2 separate regions of the Mus musculus genome follow, and region 2 is linked to region 1. A link is a contact called in public Hi-C data. All regions are on one chromosome and are shown on one strand. Each heading gives the region's core, a stretch centred on a gene start, on an enhancer-like site or on the middle of the called end of the contact. The rest is flanking DNA. Distances are from core to core; before and after follow the strand shown.

What was found. Hi-C and Micro-C count contacts between places; a contact is called where the count stands out from the background.
Region 2: a Hi-C map of the C2C12 cell line shows a contact between it and region 1, with 5 times the contacts expected there. The contact joins two enhancer-like sites. A contact is called at or near these places in 1 of 39 promoter capture datasets (the C10 cell line), 3 of 15 datasets of contacts at CTCF or cohesin (large pre-B cells, pro-B cells and stem cell-derived epiblast-like cells), 43 of 484 Hi-C or Micro-C datasets (the 63-12 cell line, the AtT-20 cell line, B cells and 29 more), 7 of 115 datasets of contacts at active chromatin or transcription factors (a beta-TC-6 cell line, double positive thymocytes, embryonic stem cells and 3 more) and 4 of 9 other capture datasets (adipose tissue, embryonic stem cells, liver and 1 more).

Annotation. Positions count from the first base shown.
Region 1 is chr1:78,536,046-78,539,168 of GRCm38.p6, forward strand. Mogat1 (monoacylglycerol O-acyltransferase 1) reads left to right here. Exons shown (of 7, transcript NM_026713.3): 7 at 1,899-2,128. The coding sequence ends at 2,053. Among named protein-coding and RNA genes, the nearest start is that of Mogat1, 27 kb to the left of the region's middle. Within about 2 kb of position 1,691, at least 301 of the 459 cell types and tissues checked have an H3K27ac peak or open chromatin away from gene starts, as enhancers often do. A contact at or near this core is called in the C2C12 cell line and muscle stem cells, where this site is marked.
Region 2 is chr1:78,703,617-78,706,739 of GRCm38.p6, forward strand. Acsl3 (acyl-CoA synthetase long-chain family member 3) reads left to right here. Exons shown (of 15, transcript NM_001033606.2): 14 at 1,618-1,775; 15 at 2,642-3,123. The coding sequence ends at 2,799. Among named protein-coding and RNA genes, the nearest start is that of Gm38631, 15 kb to the right of the region's middle. Within about 2 kb of position 1,610, at least 9 of the 459 cell types and tissues checked have an H3K27ac peak or open chromatin away from gene starts, as enhancers often do. A contact at or near this core is called in the C2C12 cell line and muscle stem cells, where this site is marked.

The sequences.
Region 1 (3,123 bases), core at 441-2,940:
ACTTAATAAGAAGGGACTTAGTTAGCTGTGGTGTCCTTCCTAGGGAAAGAAGCCCTAATTGAGAGGTTGAGAGGTCACAATTCCTATAACAGTAAGCTGTTTTTACTCTGCCTTAGACAGCAATGCCTCTCTCCACAGTCCCCACTTCACCGTCCCGTTGACCTCTCTCCCTGAGGTAGTCTCACTAAAAACTACAGCTATTTCTAAAAGACTACAAGTTTACTGGTCCGTCTGTGTACAGATTTCTCAGATTTCCTTCCTCAAAGGTCACAACTGCGAGGAAGCTTTATAGAACAAGTTGTATTCTCCCATCCCTTGCCCAGGAAACTTTAGGGCAGAGAGAAAACTAAGATGGGTCCAGCCTGCTCACTATGTAGCCAAGGTTGCCCGGGAACTCCCAGCCTTCCTGCCTTCACCTCCTGAGTGCTGAAACTACAGGTATGTGCCAGCACTGGCTTGTTTCCTCCAGTTCTCTCTAATGTGTGTCAAAGGACTGGTGTCTACTGTGCATAAATCAGACTTCGTAAAGATCGAAGGAAACTGCCCTCGAGTGTTTGGAGGCTCGGTCTAGTGAAACACTCAGCAATTAGGGAGTGTCAGTCCTTCCTTCTGTGCCTCTCAACTCCCATATTCATGGTCTTTATCACTTGCTGCCTCTTTATTCCTTCACGATTGCTTAGGTTTTTAAAAAATAACCACCTTCCATTACTGGCACAGGTTCGCTCTGTATGTAGCTTGAAGAAAGACAAAGGAACCCACCCCCACCCGACTCCCCTTTGCGTACTGCATCCCCCCACCCCCACCCCCCTACAGCGGCGCTCACAGTCCTCATGCCCAAGCGAATGACTTCAGAAGGAGTAGTTTGCTTCAAGGTTTGAAGTTAACCACCCGGCTCATCCTGGCCTTGGGCGCATAGCAACACCAGGCCAGCAGGGGGTGCAGTGTATACAGGCCGTCAAAGACTTGTATTTCTGAATTTCCAAATTCTGAGATTGTTATGTAAACGTCTTTTAAAATATGTACAGAAGCCGCCAGATTTATTTACAACCAATAGGTATTTTTGTAATTATACAGATGAAACAGATACTTTTGGGGGGGGGGAACATTCATACGATACAGGTAAAATAAATGTGCTGTTCCCCACCCCTGACCCAATCCCCAAAGGAAAATGTTGATCTTGCCAGGTTTTTCTTGTACACTGAAAATATTGGTGCACCTAGAAATTTATTTTTTTATAGATGGGATCACACTTCATTTTGCAACTTTTCTTAGACATTTTAGGCACTGTGTGTGCCACGTTATTTGTTATTTCTTTTTTTAAAAAAGATAGCTGCCTAAGATTCCGGTGAATAACTGGAATGTAGCTCAGCCTATGTAACTGTTTTCCTAATGAGCTGTGGTTGCTTTCAGTTTTGTGACTAGATGACTTTCTCGCACAGAGACTTCGCTGTAAGTAAGTGACATTTTCAATTGTTCTGAAAGATATTTTTTAAAAAGTCATAATAGAGGATGTCACGTGACCTGAACATTTCACAGTCAGTCACAATAAGAACCCTGTGGTCTTGCTTGTCAGCTGTGCCCAGGGGAGAATGAGAGTGACGTGGCTCGCAGCAACGCCTACTCTGCGCACAGCTGCAGTCGGCACAGCAGCGCATTTGACTCAGAAGTCAAACCACAGAATGACAGCTCAGTGTCTGCTGAGAAGGGAAACTCTTTATTTGTTGTCGAGTGGGATGGTGTGACTGAGGTAGGCAGCCAGTGAGCTGAGGAGAGGACTGGAGCCAGCGGGCTGGAGGGAAGCCGATTGGCAGCCCAGCGCTCAGCTGCCCACGGGAGACCCAGGCTGCGGGTGGAGTGGTGGCTGTCCTCAGGGATGACACGTGCTCTGTTTTCCACAGTTGGCCGCCCCATCCCTGTTCAGCAGACTCTGAACCCGACCTCAGAGCAGATTGAAGAGCTGCATCAGACATACCTAGAGGAGCTAAAGAAACTGTTCAATGAACACAAAGGGAAATATGGGATTCCGGAGCACGAAACTCTGGTATTTAAATAACCTCCTTCCTCCAAGGCATAAGAAAGGAAGGCAAGAAAGCATCGTTGAGAAAATAAATAAATAATTTCTCTGGTTTTTGTTTTGTTTTTGTTTTTTGTTTGTTTGTTTTGACTCTAGAATCAAGTTGCAGCTGAAAAGAATTAGTGGTGAAGACCACTGCTGTTATTTTATACTGTGATAAATAAAAATACAGGAAAATGGAGGTCTGGGGTTATGACCAAGTGGTACAATGCTTACCTACCATGGGTAAGGCTCCAAGGTTGGTTCATAACAGTGGAAAATAAAAATACACTAGATGATTATAGCACAGGATTGAAGATGACTAAGACTTAAAAATCTTCTGAATTTAGGGAGACTATATCATTCTTCAGGTTCCTAAAAGTCTTAGAATTACTCATGCGCTCAGAGCAAAAGCAAAATACCAACTTCAAAGCGCCTCTAGACACTAACTGAGCAATTCTGTGGCTTAGGGTGGTATCGTCACTGAGCAGGGCAGCTGTTGTTTGGCACAGCTGGATATTTAGAGACTGTGTAACTTGGCTTACAGAAAGCTGGAGAGACAGGGCTCTTACGTAAACAGAACATTTGTCACCGAATCATGTCAGTTGTATACTGGGTAACCTAGGTCTTTCAGGTCACATCAATGCATTTTTTTTCTTAAATCAGTGCAGAATTGTTTTGCCATTTTTGAAGCAGGATGAGTCTGCCACTTGGAATCCCATAGGAATGGCCAGAGTCGTTTCGCTTTACACTCAGAAATGGGTGTATTTGCAGTGGCAAGGCAAGTCTTTTTGGAAGATAGCATCGCCCTGTTTTAGGATGCATTGTAGGGTGCTGGAGATGTGGTATGCAACAGGAACACTTGTAATCTTCTCCCCCAAGAGCCTTTTCACTTAATACAGAGTCGGGGCTTCTCTGCTTGCTGGTCTCTCCCTGGTGCCTGGCACAGCTTGGGGCGATCCCAGGGCATAAAATATGTACTTGCCCAGTGGGTGGAACAAATAACATTGCTATAATGTGAAGCTTCTCCTAAAGCTATTCCATAGTAATAGGACCTGTTACAAGCCAGG
Region 2 (3,123 bases), core at 360-2,859, 170 kb after region 1:
TGGGCTGCGGTCTAGAAGTTGGCAGGTGTGCCGTGAGCAGTTGCAGCCGTGTGCTGCGGTATAAAAGTTGGTGGGTGTGCTGGGTGTGCCGTGAGCAGTCGAAGCCCCTGTGGGGCCACCACCTCCTCTGCATAGCTAGTGAGCCGGAACTTCCTGGGATGCTCTCCTCTGTAAGTGTCCTGAGTGACAGAGTTGGGGAAATAAGTTCTTATGCTGCCTCAGTACCTCTGCACAGGGAGGCTTTGCAGACCCAGTCAGCTGCAAGGGCATAAGTAGTAGCTCCCTACAGTCCTCTCTTCTGTCCTGACCTGCAGCTTGGCCATGCTTCCTGCTGGCCTGGCTCACCACAACCTCACAGCCCAGGATATCATAGGCAGCAGGGAATGGAAGTGTAAATTTAGAAGCCTAGAGGTGTATTGGGAACTGATGGAATCTGAGATTAGACCTGACTGCATTTCTGTAATAGTAAGTGAAGTAACTTAATCGTATGACCAGTAATCACAGTCACATGTCTGTGCACAAGGCTAGTAACCTGTCTGTAGCAGCTGACATAGTCATGGGTGTCGTAGGACAATCAACTTAGAAGAGGACTTTGGGCTGCATCCTGGGAGGTAGAGCTTCCGGTGGAATAGTTGTCTTCTGAAATAATTAGAACCAGAAATGTTTCAGAGACTGGATTTTGTTGTTTTGTGAGTTCTCGCTATATAGTCCTGGCTGTCCTGGAACTCACTCTGGACTGGGCCACCCTTGAACTACCTGCCTCTGCCTCCCAAGTGCCGCTGGAATTAAAGGCATGCAACTATTATGTCCTTTCTAAGATGGTGGGATTTTTGAAATATGTGCTTAGACTCGACCAGTTAGCACCCTGTACATGGACGCATCAGTGACTGCGCTTTAAAAAGCCATTTGTTTTCTTCAGCTTTGCTCTAGAGATGGGTTTTATTTACTTAAGAATAACTCCAAGTGTCCTTTTCTTGTCACGGTGCTGTCATTTCCTCAGGGTTAGGCTGGTCCTGAATTCATGGCAATCCTCCTGCCTGTCTATTGTGGGGTCCACAGGCTCTCTGTCCAGCAATTATGCTGTTCTGCATTTCTCAAAATAGTGCCTGTCTTTGTGCATACTAAGTTCCTTTGATGATACAATTCTTCCAATAGCATTGTTACAGGCTACCCTTGAACTTAAGACATCCGTCTGCCTTCTGAGTGCTGGGATTAAACCTGGCTCATCACATGATTTAAACTTGCTGCTACAATTCTGTAGAAAGATAGTTTACAGGTTTTACTCTTCTTACCTCGATTCCACGAATTTACTAATCATTTCAAAGATAAATGAAAAAATGAAAACGTTCTTTAAAAGTGTATATTTCTACTTATAGTAGTTAGACACTTAGAATTTCTCAGGTTGCGGTTTGTTTGCAATGAACTCTGCCAGAGCTCTCAAATGTACTGTGACTAAGTGGTCAGAGGCATTGCATGAGATAAATATGACATGTGATTTTTATGGATGTTTGTGGGTTTTCCAGTAATAAAGAGTTGGCTATAGAGTGCTAAGACGATTAGTAAGCGCAGTACGTGTTAACTTTGGTCCTTGACTAAGTTATCCTTTGTGTGTTTCAGCTACCATTCTTACGTAATTGGGTTTGTTGTGCCAAATCAAAAGGAACTTACAGAGCTAGCTAGAACAAAAGGATTTAAAGGAACTTGGGAAGAGCTGTGTAACAGCAGCGAGATGGAAAATGAGGTCCTTAAAGTGCTTTCTGAAGCTGCTATTTCAGGTGAGTATGCTGGCAAGCCAGTCCATAGAAGTGAGATGGAAAAAATGTCCTCGTCTATGAAACAGTTAGCTTAAAAGGGCTGGAATGCATCCATTCCTGCCTGTAAACGGTTTCCACCGTGCAAGCCCTTCTGTAGAGCATGCAGTATCTTCTAAACTGAGTTTAAAATAAACATTTTAAAAATTTGAGGTGTTCTTTTAAATTGTATGCATGGCACTATTATAATAGTTATATAATATGGAATTTACCAGTGTCTTAGTTATTTTTCCTGTCTCCTGCTAAAAGCACTTGGACTTAAGGGAGAGAGACTTTTGGCTCACAGTTCAGGCTACAGTCCTTGACGGTGGGAAGCTCAGGGTGGCAGAAAGCTTGAGGAAGCTGGTCAGTCACATTTATCCATTTTCCTGCAAATATCTCATTCTCCTTGAAGTAAAACTCCTCCCTCTCAGATTCCAGTCCCTGGACTGCACGGGGTAGTGTGGTGTGTGTCCTGGCCCAGTGAGTCTATGCTCTCTCGCCTGTCTTGCTAGTGCTGTGTGCTGTCCTTTTGTAGCTTGATCATGGGTTGGATCCCCATGTAAATGAGTTGTTTTAATGGCAGAACTGCTTTCTGTATATCTTACACCTATATCATTTATTTAATTTATTCTCCTATGGATAAATAATTTGTTAAATGTTTTTTGCTATTATAGTTCTCATATTTCAAAAACATATCTTTGAATATCAAGAGTGGGCCTGATGCTATTGGGGTTGCTTGTTCTGTTGGGTACTTGGTGGGCGGGCCTCAAAGAGCACCCGTTTGCTGAGAACTTTGACTTCATCTCTTGTGGGTGTGGGTTTTTAGTGTTGTGTTTTCTTCATTTCAGCAAGTCTGGAAAAGTTTGAAATTCCACTAAAAATACGTTTGAGCCCTGACCCATGGACTCCCGAAACTGGTCTGGTGACAGATGCCTTCAAGTTGAAACGTAAAGAGCTTAAAACACACTACCAGGCAGACATTGAGCGGATGTATGGAAGAAAATAATTAGTTTTGGCATTGGTTTGCTACAGCGAGCTCAGATCAAATAGGAAAATACTTGAAATGTATGTCTCGGGCCGAGGCAAACTCCATTCCTCATATTAAATCCCGGCTGTTACTTCTCACTACGTCACCATTTTTAACTGACAGGATTAGTAAAGTATTAAGACAGCAAACTCGTGTCTGTCTGTTCCTTCCCCTGCTCCAGTTTGCTTCTGGCATCTGTGACTGTGCTTGTCAACAGGAGACTTTTTCAGAATCGTACTGGGGAAGCAGCGATTTTACAGCCTCAAGTTTTTAAACATGATTTATATGTTCTGTACAGTTGTT